Linked DNA regions of Mus musculus: region 2 is linked to region 1. The links are chromatin contacts, called in public promoter capture Hi-C maps. All regions are on one chromosome and are shown on one strand. Each heading gives the region's core, a stretch centred on a gene start, on an enhancer-like site or on the middle of the called end of the contact. The rest is flanking DNA. Distances are from core to core; before and after follow the strand shown.

The links. Capture Hi-C pulls out chosen DNA fragments and counts their contacts.
Region 2: a promoter capture Hi-C map of pancreatic islet shows a contact between it and region 1. The contact joins the promoter of Gssos2 here to the promoter of Ggt7 in region 1. A contact is called at or near these places in 26 of 39 promoter capture datasets (the 3T3-L1 cell line, 3T3-L1-derived adipocytes, the C10 cell line and 15 more), 5 of 15 datasets of contacts at CTCF or cohesin (CD8 T cells, the G1E-ER4 cell line, the NIH/3T3 cell line and 1 more), 66 of 484 Hi-C or Micro-C datasets (8-cell embryo, the AML12 cell line, the BV-2 cell line and 31 more), 31 of 115 datasets of contacts at active chromatin or transcription factors (the 230-238 cell line, CD8 T cells, the HPC-7 cell line and 20 more) and 5 of 9 other capture datasets (adipose tissue, embryonic stem cells, liver and 2 more).

Annotation. Positions count from the first base shown.
Region 1 is chr2:155,512,386-155,518,685 of GRCm38.p6, reverse strand. It overlaps Ggt7 (gamma-glutamyltransferase 7), which reads left to right and starts at 3,840. Exons shown (of 15, transcript NM_144786.2): 1 at 3,840-4,057. The coding sequence starts at 3,889. It overlaps Acss2 (acyl-CoA synthetase short-chain family member 2), which reads right to left and starts at 643. Exons shown (of 18, transcript NM_019811.3): 1 at 402-643. The coding sequence starts at 579.
Region 2 is chr2:155,565,553-155,571,852 of GRCm38.p6, reverse strand. Gssos2 (a long non-coding RNA gene) reads right to left here and starts at 3,975. Exons shown (of 5, transcript XR_001783522.2): 1 at 3,245-3,975; 2 at 1-1,757. Gss (glutathione synthetase) reads left to right here. Exons shown (of 13, transcript NM_008180.2): 9 at 268-334; 10 at 3,966-4,160; 11 at 4,969-5,050.

The DNA of each region.
Region 1 (6,300 bases), core at 2,591-5,090:
GGAGGCATGGTTGAATTGGAGGCAAAGGTGATTCTCTTCAGGGCTCTCCTTCCCTCAAGGTTCACCCTTGCTCCTTGGAGCCCTTCCTTTCACCTCGAGGGCTCTCTCAGGGAACTTTCTCCTCACCGATCCCCGCTTCTTCTCACGGAACCCGCATCTCCTCGTGAAAACTCGCATCTCCCAAAACTGCCAAGTCGCCAGAGAGTGCCCCAACTTCTAGGAAGTCTCGCCTCACAGATGCCTCCTTCTTCTCACAGAACGCCATCTCTTTCGAATCCCTTTTCCATGTCCCTCAGGGACCCTCCATCTCCTCCCTTTCTAACGGAGCTCGGTAAATCTCCCTCGGACTCCCGCTCCTCTGCTCACTGGCGCCCCCAAGAGTCGCTCGGGCCCAGCCTCACCCCGTGGCTCCTCCACAGAACGCCGGTGCAGCTCGCGGTAGCGCTGCAGAGAGGGGACGTGCGCCGAGCGTCTGACCTCCGGCGGCGGGGACCAACCCCGCACCCGGCCCTCGGCGCCGGTCTCCTCACGAGCCCGGCTTCCACTGCCGCTCTTGCGCCGCTCCTCGGGAAGCCCCATCGCATCAAGTTCCGAACACCTTGTCCGCCGTTGCGGTCGCTGCGGGTGCCGGGGCGGGGAAAACAGGTCGACCCTAGAGGCGGGGCCTCGGGTGAGGGCGGAGCCTGAGGCTAGAGGCCGTGCTCTAGGCATCCAATAGTGGGTAGGGCCGTGCGTGAAGGGGCGGGGTCAGCAAAAACCGCTGAAGACAAGGGGTAAGGGCGGAGCTGTCTTGCCGGAAGGGGTGGAGCCGTAGTGAAAGCAGAAGGAATGGTCAGGGAATGACAGGAGAGGGGTGGGGCCTTGGAATGACAGTGGAGGGGCGGGGCCAGAGGTGACAGGCGAGGAGGCGGGCCCGTGGAGTGATGGGGTGTAGCCCGGCTGGATGTGACACGAGAGGAGGCAAGGCTGTGGAGTGACCAAGTTAGGGTCTTGGAGTGACAAGGGTTGGGTTACGGCGCCGCGCAGCTTGAGACATGAAAGGCTGGCTAATAAGAGGCATTGTGTCATCCGTTGTGCAATTACCGTGGTCTGATTGCGTGATCCTGTCACTCCAGAGTTGGATAGCCAAGTGCAGTACAGTTCCTTCTGGGTGACACTCCACAGTCTCCCACCGAACAGCACCCCTATTCCGTTCCCATGGAAAAATTCCTCCGCGACCTTGAGGGCACAGATCCCCAATATGAACCTTCCTGCTAACTCGTTCTGATTCTCTCCCACCTCTTAGGACATGTCATTCTTTTTGCCTCCATAAATCTCCATCCTGATGTAAAGTACAAGACTCTTAAGTGAAGACGAGGAGGATCCTTCAGATATTGGCTCCAAACGCACAAATTCTCTTAGCACTAAAGGTAAATTCAGAAAAGGAAGGGAAATGTCACAAAGTCGGGGAGCAGATAAAGATCAAGTTATGGTCAGATCTGAGTTCTTGTATTGTTTGTTTTTACTAACATAAACAGAAAGCCAGATCTTAAAATACAAGGTCTATGCAATATAAAATAATACAAGTATAAAGAGGAAAAATTACATTCTTTAATTCACCTAAGTACACACCTATCTGCCACAAATTGAGTTTACTTCCCTCTGGCGTCCCTCTATCCTCTTCACCCAAAAGGAAGCCGAGCAGGACACCCTCCACTTCCTTCCTACAGTTATCACCAAGGACTACCTCATCTTACAATTCAGACTGTCAAAACAAGGATCTTTAATTATTTAGCTACAAGAGTGAATCTGAGGTCTGAAGCAGCCAGCTCCTGCCATTTAATGTCTACTTAGGGCTTGTGACCCATCAACTCACCTGCTACACTGATCTTTGTCCAACTGACCATATGCTTAGCCCACCCTAAACTGAAAAACACATGCTCAGACATATGATCCAGAGCCAACCCAATCCTGAGGGGAGGTTTTAAGGCTCACTAAGCACATACAGACCTTGTAGAATAGACAAGGGTCTCAGCGAGGGAACAGATACTTTCTCAAGGAGACATCAACCCCTCTGAACAAATACACACTTCATTGAAATTGCACAAACTATATTAAGAAGGCAGAGCTTTTTCTGGAGGTCTCAGACCCCTCGGAAAAGCCCTGCTTATAGGATGCAGATGGCATTACCAGGCTAAGAAACAGGCTTTCCTCTAGGAGATAAAGACTTCACTAAAGATATCTGAACCCCGATGAGAGGGTTCAGTCCTCACTGAGGGCCTTCTACATACACTGACGGAGTGGACAGCACTCAGGCCACACAGATCTCATTGGCGACAAAACTCTCATTGGAATAGAAGGAGTCACAGAAACAATGATCGCTATAGACTCCAACAATAAGAACCTCTGTATGGGGAAGAAGGCATAAATAAGTTTGCCTATTGATCTGAAGACCACCATCCCTTATTCCCAATTCCACTGCCCAGCTCTGACCCTCCATTCTTCCTAAACCTTTCTCCTGCAACTGTTCCCTATCTACTGCTGCCCCCTGCTGTCTATAAGTAGCACTGCAGCTCCATGATCCATGGTAAATGCTAAAACAGTTCAAGTCACACTGAGCCTGGAGCCAGGGACCAGGAAAGAAAGGAATATTGTGTGTCCACAGCTTCACCAATCCCATCTCCCTACTTGTGGACTGAATAGTAGAAGTTTGGACTTATAACTATCATTCTTGGAGCTAGGAGAGTGGTTCCAGAGATGGGCTTGGCAAGTACAGAAACACATTCTCCTTCTTACCTTCCCCTCTTCTTTCTTTGTTTCTTTCCTCCTCCTCCTCCTCCTCCTCCTCCTCCTCCTCCTCCTCCTCCTCCTCCTCCTCCTCCTCCTCCTCCTCTTCCTCCTCCTCCTCTCCTTTTTTCTTCTTTTGATGCTGTGTGTCAAACCCTCACACAGACAAGCACTCTACCAAGGAGTTACTTCCTAAGTTCTTAGCCGTCTATCCTTCCCATCCCACCGCCCTGCTCTACCACACCATTATTACTTCTTTTACTTTAACTTCAGAACCACATCAAGCATTCTTTAAAATGCCAAAGAATATTAAGGTTCCAAAGGCCATGCTCTGGCCTACTGAATCGCTTTTCCTGGAGTGGAATCTGAGGATTTGCTTCTAAAGATTTTAAAGTTGGGGGTGGGCTTTCAGGAAGGGCCAATCTCCTATGCTGATACATCAGGGCAGTTCCAGAAGGAGTTGGGGTTTAAAAGAGAAATGTGAGCAATCTGGGGGAGGGAGGGCACAGGAAGGAGTGTGAGATCAAAAGAGAGGTTCAAGAGGGGCCTGCAGGTGAAAAAGCAGTCAGGATGAAGTAGGGGTTGGAGATTGAAAAGGAATCTTGGGATGAAATGAAGTCAGAGTCGTAAGTCAAAAAGAACACTGCGGGTATGAAGAGTAAGTAGTCTTAGTGGGGTCGGAAAAGTAGTTTGAGATCAGAAGAGGGGAATCTTGGCGACCACAGAGAAATTTGGAGTCCAGGAAGTGAGTGGTCCGAAGAGGATCTGAAATCAAAGAGAAATTTGCGCTCAAAAGTCAGTCTGTGGTTCTAGAAGCATATGGAATCTGGGCTGGATTCAGACTGGAAGGAGGAAGGGCCAGGGATTGTTTGAGGATCCCAGAGTAGCGTCTTCATCCTGGCAACCTTCCACTGTCCTCTGGGCTCCCATCCTCCTGCACCTGCCTGCAGGCTGCAATCAGTAGACTTTAAGCAGGCGGGGGCGAGTCATACTAGGACACTGCTGACGGTGGGGGCGCCCCCTCCCGGCTGTCCAGGAGCTCAGACCCCGCCCTCCGCCCTCGCACCCCCCTCTTCACTGCCACTTCCGGCAGGCGCTGCGCTGCTGGGGGTTAGGGCGAGGATGGCGGCTGAGAACGAGGCTAGCCAGGAGAGCGCCCTAGGCGCCTACTCACCAGTGGACTATATGAGCATCACCAGCTTCCCGAGGCTGCCGGAGGACGAGCCAGCGCCTGCGGCCCCACTGAGGGGCCGTAAGGACGAGGACGCCTTCTTGGGAGACCCGGATACTGGTGAGGCCCTCTGGCCCCATCCCTGCCCCGCCTTGGGGGGTTGAGGGTGGGGGCTGGTGTCCTGGTCCTCCTCCTCCTGTTCTGAGCATCCATTTCCAATCTCCCATCTCCTTCATTCATCCTCTGCATCCTGGACCTCTCCCCTTCTTCCTCAGCCCTGTTAACTGTCTGGTGGGAAAGGGGGTATTTTTGCCTTGGAGGCGTAGGATGCGACACGGGAGGGGATGCAAGGACTGCAGCAGGAGAGATTATGATTACCTTTTAGGAAGAACCTATTGAGAAAAAAGGGATGCTGGAGGGGAGAGCCTAAAGAACAGCTGTGGTCACCTAGTAAAAGCTTTTCTCTAGCCACAGAGGACAGGATAGAAAAGCCAAGTAGGAGACTGCAGCAGGCGGGATGGAGTCTAGATCTTCAGGAGAACTTCACCATAGCCAGGGATTATGGGAAGCAGAGTGTCCCGAGAAGAGCTGAGAATCTATCTCTTCATGTCCAGAGAGGGGTAAAGAAAATGTGATTCCTCTCTGTCTGGGGATTCTGGGTATTGGGAGACAAGGGGATGGACGGCATGACCTCTCAAAGTCCTTGGGGACTACAGTGCCTTTGCTGTTCTGTGGATTACCCTACCCCTTCCAGAGATGGGGATCTGGCCCGGATGTTAGTCAGGTCGGTAGGAGCTTCTGGTCAGCAACAAGATCTGTGTTCTCCACCCTCTGCTGAAACTGAAGGAGATGGAGTTTGGGAAGGAAGCTGGGCTTGAGAGAGGGAGCTGGGGACCAAGAGATCCGTTGGTATTCCTCCCCTATTGCTATCTCTCCTGCCCATGTGGTCCAGCTCTGTGCTCCCCACCATTCTTTATCCAGCATCCCTCTGCCCTCTTTCCTTCAACGTCACTTCCTGGCACCAGAGCATTCTTCTGCTCCCTGACTTCCTCCTGGTGGTGCCTGCACTTGAGCTATATCCCTGTCTATACCGGAGGATGCTGCTCCGGCCCTTTCTAGCCTGGCTCTTCCATTGTCACTCCCAGCCTGGCGACTGAAATCCTCTCCTCTGCTTCCTGACCACCAGAACCCACCAGCCTGACTGGATCTCACTTTACCTGTGATGGGATTAAGAATGGGCTGTGTAGACTTTGGGACCTCAAATGTCAGAGCTGCCTGTCAAAACTAATTTTCTTGGGGGGGGGGCGCAGGGTAGCCTTGGCGGTACAAGAGTGGATGTGGGAAAGGATGTCCTGGTGGAACCTTCTGGTCATCTATTGACACCAGCCACCTGGTCAATTTGGGTTTTCTATTCAGAGATTAAGAGCAGTACAGCCGTGACTTACTACAGTTTAGTGGGTGTGCCTACCCTGTACTGGGCTTTCCTTTTCTCCTCCACCTCTATAAAGCATATCCAGATAACAAAGCAGGACCTTTGATCTGTCTTCTTCTGGCCCCCGTTAAAGGTCACTGCTTTATTAAAAAGCCTGTGGTTATTTATTTGGGCTTACTGTTGTCTATGAGGCCTCGAAAAGCAGGGAGTGTGGCTTTTTCATCCACTATTCTTTCTCCAGAATTCAGCACAGTGTTGGGCACTCAGTAAATGATTATTGAATGAATAGATGAAAGGGAGAAGCTGGCAAGATGAAGTGCTGATAGGGGATGGAATTCCCAAACCTCAGGAATGCCTTGGGGGAGTTCCGTGTAGGCATCATACTGGTGTGGGTGGAAATTCAACAGAGAGGGGATGGAGGTATAACTCGGTAGAACACTTGCCTAGAAATTCAGCATAGAGACTGGTTACCCAAGCTCCCGGGAACTTAAACTTGACCGCAAGGGTGGACACCAAGGTTCTCAGGACTTGCCTGAGATCATTACAGTATGAGCATTTTGGTGCCATGTCACCTAGGCCTGTTTCCAAGTCCCAAGACTCTTTTGGTCCAGCTAGAACAGCTTGTAGGCTGTCATGACCTTCTCTGTTCTCAGCCTAGTAGTGCCACCTAGTGGCACTGCCCTGTCTTCTTAGCCAGGACCTTGGTTGGGATTGGGTAGCCTGGGTAATAAAGGGTCCATTATGGAATAGTTGATACCCATGCACCCCACAGCAGGCCCCGGAGAAAAGAGAGTGAGTCCGTGACTGCTCCAAAGTTAGGAAATGCTTCCTTTTGTCCTCACGGAAGCCACACGAGCCTTCCTCTCCCAGGCTCTAGGTTCCAGGTATCTTGTAGATAACCAACCTTCAACATTCTATGCAAGTCAGCATG
Region 2 (6,300 bases), core at 2,726-5,225, 53 kb before region 1:
ACATGTGTTTTTAGTTTTACCTATGCTAATCTTGTGTCCTTGCTGCCTTCATAAAAATATCTTTAGATGCAGAATATTCTAAAGCACTGTGTGCTGCACACCCATTTTTAATAGAAGTAGTGGGCTCCCTGTTGTCACCAATTCTAGGGAAGCCCCTGTCCAGGCTCACTGTATGGACTGCCACGTGTGCCTTGGATGTATCCCAAAATAGACTGAACAGGTCAGTAATAATTCTATTCAGAACCTTTTCTCCTTCCTGTGTTACAGGGATGACCAGGAAGTTGCTGTGGTGTACTTCCGAGATGGCTACATGCCCAGTCAGTATAATTCACAGGTTGGTATTTTCTATCGGACCATTCTGTGTCTCCAGAGAGCTACTAGAGCTGCACAGAAACCCAGTTCAGGCGTCACAACCATGCTTTCTCATGGGACTGCTGCTCAAAACGCCTTTCTTCTTCATGCGGGCTCCCTCCCCCCTTTCATTTTAGAAGATCTTTAGGATCTGAATCCTCAGGAATCTATCTGTAGTGATTTAGCCATTTGTACATTTTTTGAAGATATATTGGAAAGTGTTTAACAAATATCTTTCTAAGAGGAAGAGTCCCAGTGTATATGTATATATGTATATATATATATATATATATATATATATATATATATCATTGCTAACTTCCATGGGCTACTCTAACCATTCTGACCAAAGATCTGGGAAGAGATAGGGACAGATAGCTCTCTCTAGCTGATGCAGGCTAGTGCCAGGCCACCCACCCACTTATTTTGTTTGTTCTTTTCTGTGTGTTTGCTTGTTTGTTTTATTTTTGAGGGGGAGGGTAAGGAGGAACAAGGTCTTCCTTCAAGGCTGACCTGAAACTCAGTGTAGCCTCAAATAAGTGACAATCTCCTACCTCAGCCTTCCAAGTGCTACAGTATAGGTGTGAGTCATCGTGCCCAGCCTCTCTGACCATTTTCATTTTCTGTACCTCTGTACCTCTCCCATCTGAACTAGAAAGGTTTTGTTTGTTTGATCGTGTTCTAATTTATATTCATGGCAACCAATATTACCTCATCCTGCTAACTACTGTGTAGTTTCAAAAATTACTTTCCACACATTTTATTTAACTCTTACAGCTATCGTGTGAGACTTATAATTATCCCTATTACCTAGCTGAGGAAACTAAAGTTTGGAGCCATGCAGAGGCTTGTCTAAAATCTCACAAGAATCTCCTATGATTTCTGACTCCCGGGGCAGTGTACTCTGCATATGCCATTCTTCTCCCCGGAGGTTAACGCCTATACCATGGAGGAAAGGCAAAAAATCCCGGCTTTCATGGAATTAAAAAAGAAAGAAGGAAGGAAGGAAGGAAGGAAGGGAGGGAGGGAGGGAGGGAGGGAGGGAAGAAGGAAGGAAGGAAAGAAGGAAGGACGGGCTGGAGAGAGGCTCAGCAGTTAAGAATACTTACTGCTCTTATATAGGGGACCCAGTTTTGGTCCCAACCCACATGGCAGTTTACAACCATCTGTAACTCTAGTTCTAGGGGATCCAGTGCCCTCCTCTGGCCTCCACAGGTGTCAGGCACACACATAGTACACATACATGCATGCAGAATAACACTCACACACGTACGATAACAATAAGTCTTTAAAAAAAATACTTAGCAAAAGAAGCAAGGAAATACCCTGTGTGGTGAGCTGAGAGTCACAACTTGGACAGCTTCCCAGCCCCTCCTGGGTCTCAGCATCTGAAGACAGGAGCTATGCTTGAAAATGAAGGGGCCCCTATGAGATTTATAGTCCACTTAGGGTTCTTTGTGGTTGAGCTCTATAGGGACAGCCCTACTGAAGGACAGCTCTAGGGAAAGCCCTTTTGTCCAGAGACGTGGTTAGTGCTGGAAACCTGCTAATTAGGGAAGAGGGAAATTGTCTGTTGGGAAAATGGATCCAAGTTTCCGGACAGGGAGGCAGAGAAACAGTTTAAAATACACTCATAGAGGGGAGGATGAGCTAATGAAGGGAAGGAAGTGATACAGAGAGCAGCTTGCCTGCACTGGACCATGGACATAAGCTACAGGCTTTGTGATTTGTTAGATGACTCTTCTTGTGTCTGAGTTTTGATTTTTCTGCTTCTACAAGACATCTTTCTAGTCTTGTGTTCTGGGCCTCTGACTGCCCAGTCAGCAGTTAGCTGACTGAGATTGATTTTGTTGACCATCAGGTTAAGCTATTCCAGTGGACAGCACTGGGTGGAGGCAGGGCTTGTGGATTAGGCCTGAACCTTGAGCCAGCTGTGGACAGGTGTCCCTGATCATGACAAGCACAACTTTCTCCCGAGTGCCTGAGATTGGGGACCTCTGACATTTCCCTGTCTCTTGTATTATTCTAAGCTCCTACAACAATAAGACTATTCAACCTGTGATTAGCCACCTGCAGACCTTTGTTCCTATGATCCTGTCTGACACAGGGCCCATTCTCCAGTGAGTTCCACCCGTCAGACTGCCTATTGTCAGGATAGTAATCAAATTTCACTTCACTGAGCAACAATAACTGATACTGAGTACCTAGGAAGGGTCAGACCGGAAACTGCATTACTGTGGGGAGATAACCAAAAGCAAGGCAAAATCTTGTGTGGTTCTTATGGTGAATAAACAGCCTGGTCAGGGAGATAAACATCAGAAAGAAAAAATAGAAACATTATTTATAATTTTTTGAGTTTTGGTTTTGTTATGTTTGAGACAGACTCTTATTCTATAGCCCCAGCATGCTGGAACTCATTATTTTAACTCTGACTTGCTTTGTACTCTAGACCCTACGGCCTCAGCCATCTGAGTGTTAGCATTACAAATATGGAATACTCAGCCTGGGGGAAACATGCCTAGTTGAGAGGTAATTGGCTTTGACTGAAAGACCAGGAAGAAAAGATAGAGAATTATGGAGAAACGCACACTGTCAGGGGAAAGACGACGGAACCAAGACTTGAGGATGAGAAGGCTGTAGCTATCCATGGGAAATTTTAAAAGGCAGAGAATTTCAGGCAGGGAAATCAGTAAATAAAAGACCAGTGAGAAGGAATGAAATGCAGTAGTTATAGTCTTGTATGGCTAGAATGTGGGAGTCAGGAGTTAGGAGGAGTAGCTGGAATCAGTGGCATGAGGTGATGAAAAACTGGGGAACCTTACAGGGTCTTACAGGAAGGAGTGGACTTTACTTGATAAAAGGCTAAAGAGTATATGGCTGACTAGATTTTTACCTGTTGGATTTTCTCTGGAGCACAGTGTATAAAGCTCAGCTTATAATCATACCCTTCAGACCTCATCCAGCCGGGAGTGGTGGCACATGCTTACAATCCCAGCCTGCAGGAGGCCGAGGCAGCAGGACAGCCTGGGTTCCATAACCAGATCCTGTTAAGAAATGACAAATCTTCTAGTATTCTGAAGGCTGAGGCAGGAGGACAGCCTAGGCTATCTTGGGAGTTACAGGCCAGCCCGGCTACCAAGTGAGACTTGGTCTCAAAAGAGAGGGTGGTTGGAGGAGAGAGGGAGGGAGGGAAAGAGAGGTGGGGGGGGGGAGGAGAAGGGGAGGGAAGAGGAGAGGCAAGGGGAGCTCACCGTTTTCCTTACAAAATGTCTTTTCTGCTGGATGTGGTGGTCCCAGCACTCAGGAGACAGCTGTAGATGGATCTCTGTGACTTTGAGGCCAGCCTGGTATATATAGCAAGTTTCAGGCCAACAGAGCTACATAGTGAGACCCTGTTCCTCCTCCCAAAAAACATTTCCTTGCAGTAATTTGCCATGTCACTATGAACTAGCATTAGTTGGCTAGACCACAAACTCCTGAAAGGCTAGCATCTTGCAGACCGAGAGGTCATATCTGCCTCACAAGGATGTTGTAATGATAATCAGCTTGAGGATTAAAAGGCACAGTGTCTGGCACCTACTCATAAAGGCTCTGTGGTCTTATTGCATCTGCAGAACTGGGAAGCACGCCTGATGCTAGAGAGATCTCGTGCTGCCAAGTGTCCAGACATTGCCATACAGCTGGCTGGGACTAAGAAGGTGCAGCAGGAACTGAGCAGGGTGGGTCTGCTGGAAGCGCTGCTCCCGGGCCAGCCTGAGGCTGTGGCCCGCCTCCGAGCCACCTTTGCTGGCCTCTATTCACTGGACATGGTATGTAGCATTTTTCCTACCACACAACAGAGACGGCAAATGTGCTGGTGAGGGTGTATCACAGCTGGCACTGTGGCTGGCATATGGCTCACATCCTTGCTGCTCTGGAGGACCCCTAAGCCTTGCGAGCAGGTGTCTTAGTTAGGGTTTCCATTGCTGTGAACAGACACCATGGCCAAGGCATGTCCTCTTATAAAGGACAACATTTAATTGGGGCTGGCTTAGAGGTTCCATCCATTATCATCAAGGTAAGAGCATGCAGCTTCCAGGCAGGCATGATGTTGGAGAACGAGCTGAAAGTTCTACATCTTGATTCAATGCAGCCAGGAGAAAGAAGACTGGCTCGTGGACAGCTAAGAGGAGGGTCTCAAAGCCCACCCCCACAGTGACACACTTTGTCCAACAGGGCCACGCCTACTCCAACAAGGCCACACCTCCTAGTCATGACATTCCCTGGGCCAAGCATATTCAAACCACCACAGCAGGAGCTAAAACTTGGGGGGCTAAAAATCCATTTCAACTCCCTCAGCAATGGTGATGATAAGGATGAAAACCAAAGGAAATGACTGGAGAGTAGAGAGAATTAGGGTATATCTGTAGCCACTTTCCAGGCCTTTGCTGTAGTACTGAAAGCCTGTTTGGTATTTAGTGCTGCAAGGGAGTTAAGGGTCACATCTGGATTGAAGTGTCTAGCCTAAAGGAATTTATGGTGTTTTCCCTTCTGTTCCCCCCACCCCTGGAAGTCACTCTGCATGACCAGCAGGACCTATAGACTGAATTCTAGTGCCTACTTTCTGCCTCCTATCAGGGTGAAGAAGGGGACCAGGCCATTGCTGAGGCCCTTGCTGCTCCTAGCCACTTTGTGCTGAAGCCCCAGAGAGAGGGTGGAGGTAGGTGGATCTCCTTTGTAGAGCTGCTCAAAGGCTAGAGGTTGTTGTCAGTGCTAGTTTTGAGGTACCCGTGGGTAAATTATAGGGAAATGAAATAGGTACATACTGGGAAGTCTAAGAGAATACTTGGTTGTATTCCTGTTTACTGTCCCCCCCCCCTTGGGGGCCGGGACCATGTCTACCTAATAGACTTGACTTTCCACTTGGGTCTTGGGACTAGTAGGATCCTTCTAGGTAGAAAATGGGGAAGAGCATTCTAAACCAAAGAAAGACCACTCAAGTAAAAGCATTGGGCCATAAAAACATGAACTGGACTCTTGAGAGGTTAATGAGAAGCTGGTGAGGCTAGAATTGGAGATGGCAGGAAGATGGGTTGGGAATGACTATCAGGGACCTGATAATAAAGAACACTGAAAATGTTCCAGGAAATCTGGGATTGGGGAGATGGCTCAGTCAGTCAGGAGATTTACTATGCAAGCACTGGATCTTTACCCCCACATAAAAGCCAAGCATGACAGCAAGCATCTGTATCTCGGGGACTGTGGAGTAGAGGGCAGAAAAAGGCAGATAGGCTCCAGGTTCAGTGAGAGACCCTGTTCAAAAGTAAGGTAGAGGGCCATTGAAGAAGATACTTCAGTATTGTCCTCTGCCTCCACTTGCATATGCATGAATGTGTGTGTGCGTGCACATTTATGCACATTCCCCTCCCCCCACAAATATATGTTATAAACTGTGTTTTATCACAAGTGATGTAGTAAGCCATTAAAATTCCAACAGGGCAGGGACACATGAACTATTCAGAATCCAAGTCCGTTTAGTAGCGATGAGCTTCAGCCTTTGTAAGTTTCCTGGCAGGAGAGGAGGTATTTGTGACAGAGACCATGGAAGGAGGCTGATGGAGGTCTTCATTGTCATGAAGACCCATGTAGAGGCCCAGACTAGGGTTAGGACAATATAGAGCATAAATGGCAACACTTCTGAGTTGGTAAGACAGGTAAGCTAACTAGGGTGACATAGGGAGAATGAACTTAACTAGGACTCAGGGATGCTTTTCATCCTATTAGGAGTAGCAAGTTCAGGAGAAGTAAGTTCTAGCAGAACTAGATATCCATGTGGATATACTAAGTTTGCATTAGGGACATGTGGTACATCTTATGATGTCTAGAACAAAGAACATGAGTTAAAAGATTTGGGAGTTAAAGTGTGCAGAATAAATGAAGCCTTAGGGACAGAAAGTAGAGGACAGAGCA